Linked DNA regions of Macaca mulatta: region 2 is linked to region 1. A link is a contact called in public Hi-C data. All regions are on one chromosome and are shown on one strand. The core of a region is the stretch at or near the end of the contact, and the rest is flanking DNA. Distances in the headings are between cores, read along the strand shown. Region 1 holds the start of BPHL (biphenyl hydrolase like). Region 2 holds the start of NQO2 (N-ribosyldihydronicotinamide:quinone dehydrogenase 2).

Evidence for each region. A called contact is a pair of places that touch in the nucleus more often than the background predicts.
Region 2: a contact with region 1 is called in a Hi-C map of fetal cortex germinal zone, with 5 times the contacts expected there. The contact joins the promoter of NQO2 here to the promoter of BPHL in region 1. A contact is called at or near these places in 4 of 14 Hi-C or Micro-C datasets (CD4 T cells, blood, fetal cortex germinal zone and 1 more).

What each region holds. Positions count from the first base shown.
Region 1 is chr4:180,145,834-180,148,931 of T2T-MMU8v2.0, reverse strand. BPHL (biphenyl hydrolase like) reads left to right here and starts at 1,421. Exons shown (of 6, transcript XM_015135441.3): 1 at 1,421-1,547. The coding sequence starts at 1,441.
Region 2 is chr4:180,252,436-180,255,987 of T2T-MMU8v2.0, reverse strand. It overlaps NQO2 (N-ribosyldihydronicotinamide:quinone dehydrogenase 2), which reads left to right and starts at 2,085. Exons shown (of 7, transcript XM_078001015.1): 1 at 2,085-2,227. LOC144340590 (a long non-coding RNA gene) reads right to left here and starts at 1,225. Exons shown (of 2, transcript XR_013416860.1): 1 at 1-1,225.

The DNA.
Region 1 (3,098 bases), core at 172-2,671:
GCAATATGCAAAGAAGCTGTTGTCTCCAATTATTCAAGCCAAGGCTACAACAGTAGCCACAAATCTGCCAGTTATTTCCAATTAAGGCAGAACGATAGACTTAAAGCAATAGTGGTTTTTTTCTCCACTGAGCTTTCAATTAGATAATGTCTATAACATTTATAAAGCTGGAATTATATAGTCAAAGCAAACATTAAGTGTGGTAAAACATACATAAAATTACCACTTAAACCACTTTTAGGTGTATAGTTCAGTGGCATTAAGTACACTCACAATGTTATGCAGCCATCACGAAAATCCATCTCCCCAAACTGAAACACTGTCCCAAGGAAACACCAACTTTCCATTCCCACTTCCACCAGCCCCCGACGACCTCCACTGTATTTTCTGTCCCTAGAAGTTTGACTCCTCTAGGCACCTTATTATATAAGTGGAATCACACAGTATGTCTTTTTGTGACTGGCTTACCTCCCTCAGCATAGTGCCCTCCAGGTTCATGTAGTAGCATGTGTCAGAATTTCGTTCTTTGTTCAGGCTAAAAAATGCTCCATTGCATGCACAGGCAACATTTTGTTTATCCATGTATCTGGTTTTGGACACTTAAATTGCTTCCACTCTTTTGGCTATTGTGAATAGTGCTGCTGTCAACATGAGTGTAAAAACATTTCTTCTTGTACACCCTGTTTTAAATTATTTTGGGTTATATACCCAGGAAAGAAAATACTGGATCATATAACTGATTTTCTGAGGAACGACAGTACTGTTCATCACAGTGGCTGCACCATTTTACATTCCCAACAGCAATATACAAGGGCTTCAATTTCTCTACATCTACACCAACAATAATTTCTGGGGGTTTTGCTAGCAGCCATCCTAATGGGTGTGAAGTTGTATAAAGAAAATTTAGATCTCATCATCTCTGAAAAGCAAATACACTTCCACCGTTAGTAGCCGGCTTAGAGCCAGAGCCCCGCGTGGACGCCCACCCAGCGAGGGCGCTATGGTTGGCAGCCTCGACTCCTGGAAAGGCCACGGTCGCTGAGGCGACGAGCGGGGGCGGGGCAGCGCCGACTGGGACACTCAGCCCGGGAGCCAGAGCCAGCACGAGAGGGGACGGTCTTTGCAGGTGCAGGCAGTTCCAGGACTGGGAAACCACGAGCCGAGTTTCCGTCGCCCACAGGAAAGCACCCGGCGGGGCGGGGCTTCGGGGCGGGGCTTCGGGGCGGGGCCTCGGGGCGGGGCCTCGGGGCGGGGCTTCGGGGCGGGGCTTCGGGGCGGGGCTTCGGGGCGGGGCTTCGGGGCGGGGCTTCGGGGCGGGGCCGGAAGGGTAGAGGGCAAAGCAGGATGGAGCGGCGGGGTGGGCGGGGTGGGCGGAGTGGGCCGCGGACCGCCCTGGGTCTCAGCGCATGCGCGCTCCCGCCGGCGACGCGACTTGTGACCATGGTGGCTGTGCTGGGTGGCCGAGGCGTGTTGCGGCTGCGGCTGCTGCTTTCGGCGCTGAAGCCCGGGATCCACGTCCCACGGGCCGGACCCGCGGCCGCCTTCGGGTAATGGCGGCCACCCCGCCCCTGGGATCCCCAGCATCCGCGCGCTCGAGGGGCGGCGGGAGGGGCGCGTGCCGACCGCAGGAGTTCCGGGCGTGTGGGCACTGGGCGTGGGCGAGGTCCGGCCGCCCTGCCGCCCTTTGTGCCGCGAGACCCCGATCTTGGGGTGCAGCCGCGCTTGGTGCGCGAGTCCCTCGATCGTGCATGCGCCTCGGTCAGCCTAAGTTCAAAGAGTCCGGAGCAGTAGAGGCCTTGGGCCGTGGAGTGCAGCCCCTTCAGTGTGCAGACCAGAGAGACCCAGGGAGATACTTTTGCCCGCAGTATAGACTCACCCGTGACGAAGCACGGATTAGAATCCCAACACCCTTATTAGTCCATTGCTCTGTCCAGAGTCCACACTGTAAGGGCATAAGGACAATAATCTCTTCTTCCTCCTATGTCAGAAATCAGCCTGAGAATGACTGTGCCCATTAGCTCTCTAGTACCGCTAAGGCCTTAATCCCGGGTCCCGAGAGCCCTAAGTCTTCTCTTTGCTTGCTGATCTCGTACCTTAATGTGCAAAAGAATCACATTGGGAACTGTGAAAATTCAGAATCCTGGGCCTCACTCCCAGAGGATCTGATCTACATGTGTGGAGATGCCCAGGAACCTGCTTTATTCTCATTTGTCGTCCCACCTCTCCCCCATTTCAGGTAAAACAATAACAAAAAACTGGATTAATTTCTGACCTTCCGTCTTGAAAATGAATGTTCTTGGTCCCCAGAGATACTGGGCAGAAATGTGGATATAGCGGCATGAAGCTTGTTTTACTTTATTGTCTACATACATCCCTACACACATGCAAACGCACGTATACAACGAACGTACACAGTGCATGTGCTCAGTTGACTGTTGATGGGCTATTTCCATGAAGTCAATACTAGATAGGTACACAGCGTTTAGAACTTTACTTGATCCAACATAGAAACTTTTAGTTTGAAAACTTGATTTAGGAGGAGAAAAGAGGGCAAAACTGACCAACTTTTAAAATTTCATATTGCAATTGACTAGCTCCTTTAATTTTAGAATTATTATAAGATGGTCAGGGCTATTTTGATAGATGGAAAAACATGTCAATGGCTACAGCTGCCCAGGCTGGAGTGCAGTGGTGTGATCTTGCTCACTGCAACCTCTGCCTCCCAGGTTTAAGGGATTCTCGTGGTCTCAGCCTCCCAAGTAGCTGGGATTACAGGCACCCGCCACCATGCCCGGCTAATTCTTGTATTTTTAGTAGCGATGGGGTTTCGCCAGGTTGGCCAACCTGGTCTCGAACTCTTGACCTCAAATGATCCACCCACCTCGGCCTCCCAAAGTGCTGGGATTACAGGCGCTCTCGGCCTACCAATATAGTTCTGATAGGTTATTTAATGGTTGAGGAAGGCCCCATTCACCGAGTTGCATTGCAGGTCATTCTTCCTAAAATATCTCTGAAAAAACAGGTTTCTCTGGATTTCGTACTGCCATTTTATACATGCAGCTGCAAGTTGATATGACATATAATCTAGAAAAACAGGC
Region 2 (3,552 bases), core at 836-3,335, 110 kb before region 1:
CCCAGGGAACTAGGACAGTCCAGCTTCCAACCCCAACCAGGGAACAACTTGCTCAGTCCACGTTGTGATATCTCCTCGCTGCCACAAGGTGGTGACGTTGCATCACAGACTCGCATGATGGGCGCGCAGGCGCCAATGCTCCCAGGACCTGCCGTTGCATTCCTAAATGAAAGCTGCTCCCAGGATCTGGACTCACGAGACAAGGCAGCCTGTTCCCCGCTGGGGAGCTTAGGGGCAAGAGGGCATCTCAGAGAGAGGGCACATTCTCACCTCTGAAGACAAGGAGAACATCATCAATACATAGACCAATGCCAGCACTACACCTTAGGATGGGCAGTTCCATTGTGAGTTAAAGCAAAATGAACGAACGAATGAACCAGTAAGTATATGAGAGGGAAAGTCCCAACGACTCTCAGGAAGTGCAATCAACAGTTGCAGTTATTTTCATTAGGAACATTCTAAACACAGGGGAAACCTTCCTTCCTTCTGCTCTGTTGTTGGAGTGGGACATCAATGTTTCTGGTCTCTATTTCTAGGACACCAGAAATCAAGGTATAGAGTTTGGAGAAGGGACTTGGAGAGGTCACAGTGGCAGGTGGCTGCCAAATGGGGTGGCAGAATCCAGCAAGCGCTGGAGAAAGACAATCGGCCCAAACTGTTCCCCAACACCGCCCCCAACCCCCCACTGGCTCTGGTTCCAAGACTTCCCATTTTCTAGGCCTTTCTTTGGCCTTAAACCATTTTCCTTTAATTGAACTTTTTCTGTGGAGCCATGCGCCCTTTATCCGGTTTCTCCCGATGGTGACATCTCACAAAGGACGGTCCAGTATCCCAACGGCGTGTTGCATTCCGCGGGACACAGATTCCTTCACAGGCAACCCCTGGGTTGCGTTTTTATAGCCACACGCACCCGCCTCCCTAACTCCTGGGTACCGCTAATAAGTCCTGCATTTCTCTCCTCTGTTTTTTGGAGAAATGAACCATCCGTGCGTGACCTTTGGGGGAGCATCTTGCATAATACCAGTACACCAGCGGCGCCGTGGGTGAGTGACCTTTGGGACTGGTTTCTCTCACCAGCCTAACTCCCTGGGAGATCCGAGCAAGCTGATGAGTGTATCAGTGGCTCATTCTTTTTTTTTTTTTTTTTTTTTTTTGAGACGGAGTCTCGCTCTGTCACCCAGGCTGGAGTGCAGTGGCGGGATCTCAGCTCACTGCAAGCTCCGCCTCCCGGGTTCACGCCATTCTCCGGCCTCAGCCTCCCGAGTAGCTGGGACTACAGGGCTGCCACCTCGCCCGGCTATTTTTTTTTTTGTATTTCTTAGTAGAGACGGGGTTTCACGGTGTTAGCCAGGATGGTCTCGATCTGCTGACCTCGTGATCCGCCCATCTCGGCCTCCCAAAGTGCTGGGATTACAGGCTTGAGCCACCGCGCCCGGCCTCATTCTTTCTTTTGCACCACGGACCCTCATTCTGTAACCGGGATACCTGCCAGGGATGGGGAGCGGGAGGCGCAGGGCAGGGGCGTCCCTCTTCTCGGCACAGCGTCCCCGCGCTGGATTTCTATCAATCCAGTTTCCACCTCCCTGGAAGCCAGTAGGGTCCTCCTCAATCCTGGATCGCGGGGCGAGGCCCCGCGCGGACCTCAGGGGCGGGGAGTGGACAGAGCTTAGGGGCCGGGGAGAAGTGTGGGTGGGGCGGGACGCCGGCGTGGAGGCGGGGCCTGGGCGTGGGAGGGCGTGGAGCGAGGCGGTGCACCGCCGGGGCGGGGTGTGGGTGGGGCTCCGGGGCGGGTGTGGGCGGGGCTATGGGGCGGGGCGTGGGCGGTGCTATGGGGGCGGGGCGGGGCGGTGCTATGGGGTGTGGGCGGGGCTATGGGGCGGGGCGGGGTGTTGCTATGGGGGCGGGGTGTGGGCGGTGCTATGGGGGTGTGGGCGGGGGAGGGGCGGGGCGCGGATCATGGGCGGGACCGGGAGTGGGCGGGGCCTCAGTGTAGCAGGCGTGCTGCGGAAAGACGCCTGCAGTCCCGCGTCTCGGGGCGGGTTCTGGGCTGCTTGGGTTGGCGCGTGTCCCTGGTCCCCGAGGGCGCAGTCGCAGCGCTCCCGCCCGCCAGGCGTCTGCGAGTGCGCGGCCCTGTGCGGCCGGAACCTGGGGCAACTCCGAGAGCGGTCCTTGGGGAGACGCGGGTCCCAGCCCTGAGGCACCTACTGGGGCGTGCGCTGGTCGGAGGGTGAGTGATCCCCGGTCGGGGACCGGGGGACTTGGGAGGGACAGTTCCCGGACTGGAGGGCCAGAACGCTCCCTGGGATTTCACCTGGCCGGACATATGGCCCTGTGGGTCATCGCGCCCAGGCCAGGAACCATTCTGAACATAGGATGGTAGTTGGTTGTAACTGAACGCGCCCGCACGCAGGGCCCCGGTGTCGAATCGTCTGGTTGAACCTGCCGTCAACCCTATGGAACGGGTGCTGGTATCATAGTCACATTACAAGTAGGAATCAGCTGGCCCGAGGTCAGTCTGTAAAGCGGGTACCGGGGTTTAGGCCCGTGCGTTGCCCAGCGCTGCCCTGAAGGTGCAGGTGAACCACTGTTTTGCACTGCCTTTGTCAAGGATATTGTGGCAGTCTGGAAAAAAAAAATCAGCTTCTCTAATCTATAATCTCTCTGAAAAAAAATAAATAAGCTTTTTTTTTTTTTTTTTTGAAATGGAGTCTCGCTCTGTCGCCCAGGCTGGAGTGCAGTGGCACGATTTCGGTTCACTACAACCTCCGCCTCCCGGGTTCAAGCAATTCTTCCGTCTCAGCCTCCTGAGTAGCTGGGATTACAGGCACGCGCCACCACGCCTGGCTAATTTTTTGTATTTTTAGCAGAGTCGGGTTTCATGTTGGTCAGGCTGGTCTCAAACTCCTGACCTCGTGATCTGCCCGCCTCAGCCTCCCAAAGTGCTGGGATTACAGGTGTGAGCCACCGCGCCCGGCCCTGTTTTTTTTTTTTTTTTTTTTGAGAAGGGTCTCACTCTGTTGCCCAGGCTGGAGTGCAGTGGGGCAATCTCCACTCACTGCAACCTCTGCTTTCCGGGTTCAAGCGATTCTCCCACCTCAGCTTCCCAAGTAGCTGGGATTACAGGCGCCCGTCACCATGCCCAGCTAATTTTTGTATTTTTAGTAGAGGCGGGGGTTTCGCCATGTTGGCCAGGCGGGTCTTGAACTCATTTTTCTTTCTTTTTTTTTTTTTTTAATGAGACAGAGTTTCGCTCTTGTTGCCCAAGCTGGAGTGCAATGGCGCAATCTCAGCTCACTATAACCTCCGCCTCCCAGGTTCAAGCTATTCTCCTACCTCAGCCTCCCGAGTAGCTGGGATTACAGGTGCTCGCCACCACGCTCGGTTAATTTTTTGTATTTTTAGTAGAAATGGGGTTTCACCATGTTCGCCAGGCAGGTCTCAAACTCCTGACCTCAGGTGATCCGCCTGCCTCCGCCTCCCAAAGTGCTGGGATTACAGGCATGAACCATTATGCCTGGCCAAAAATCAGCTTGTTTAACCTTTAATCTGTGA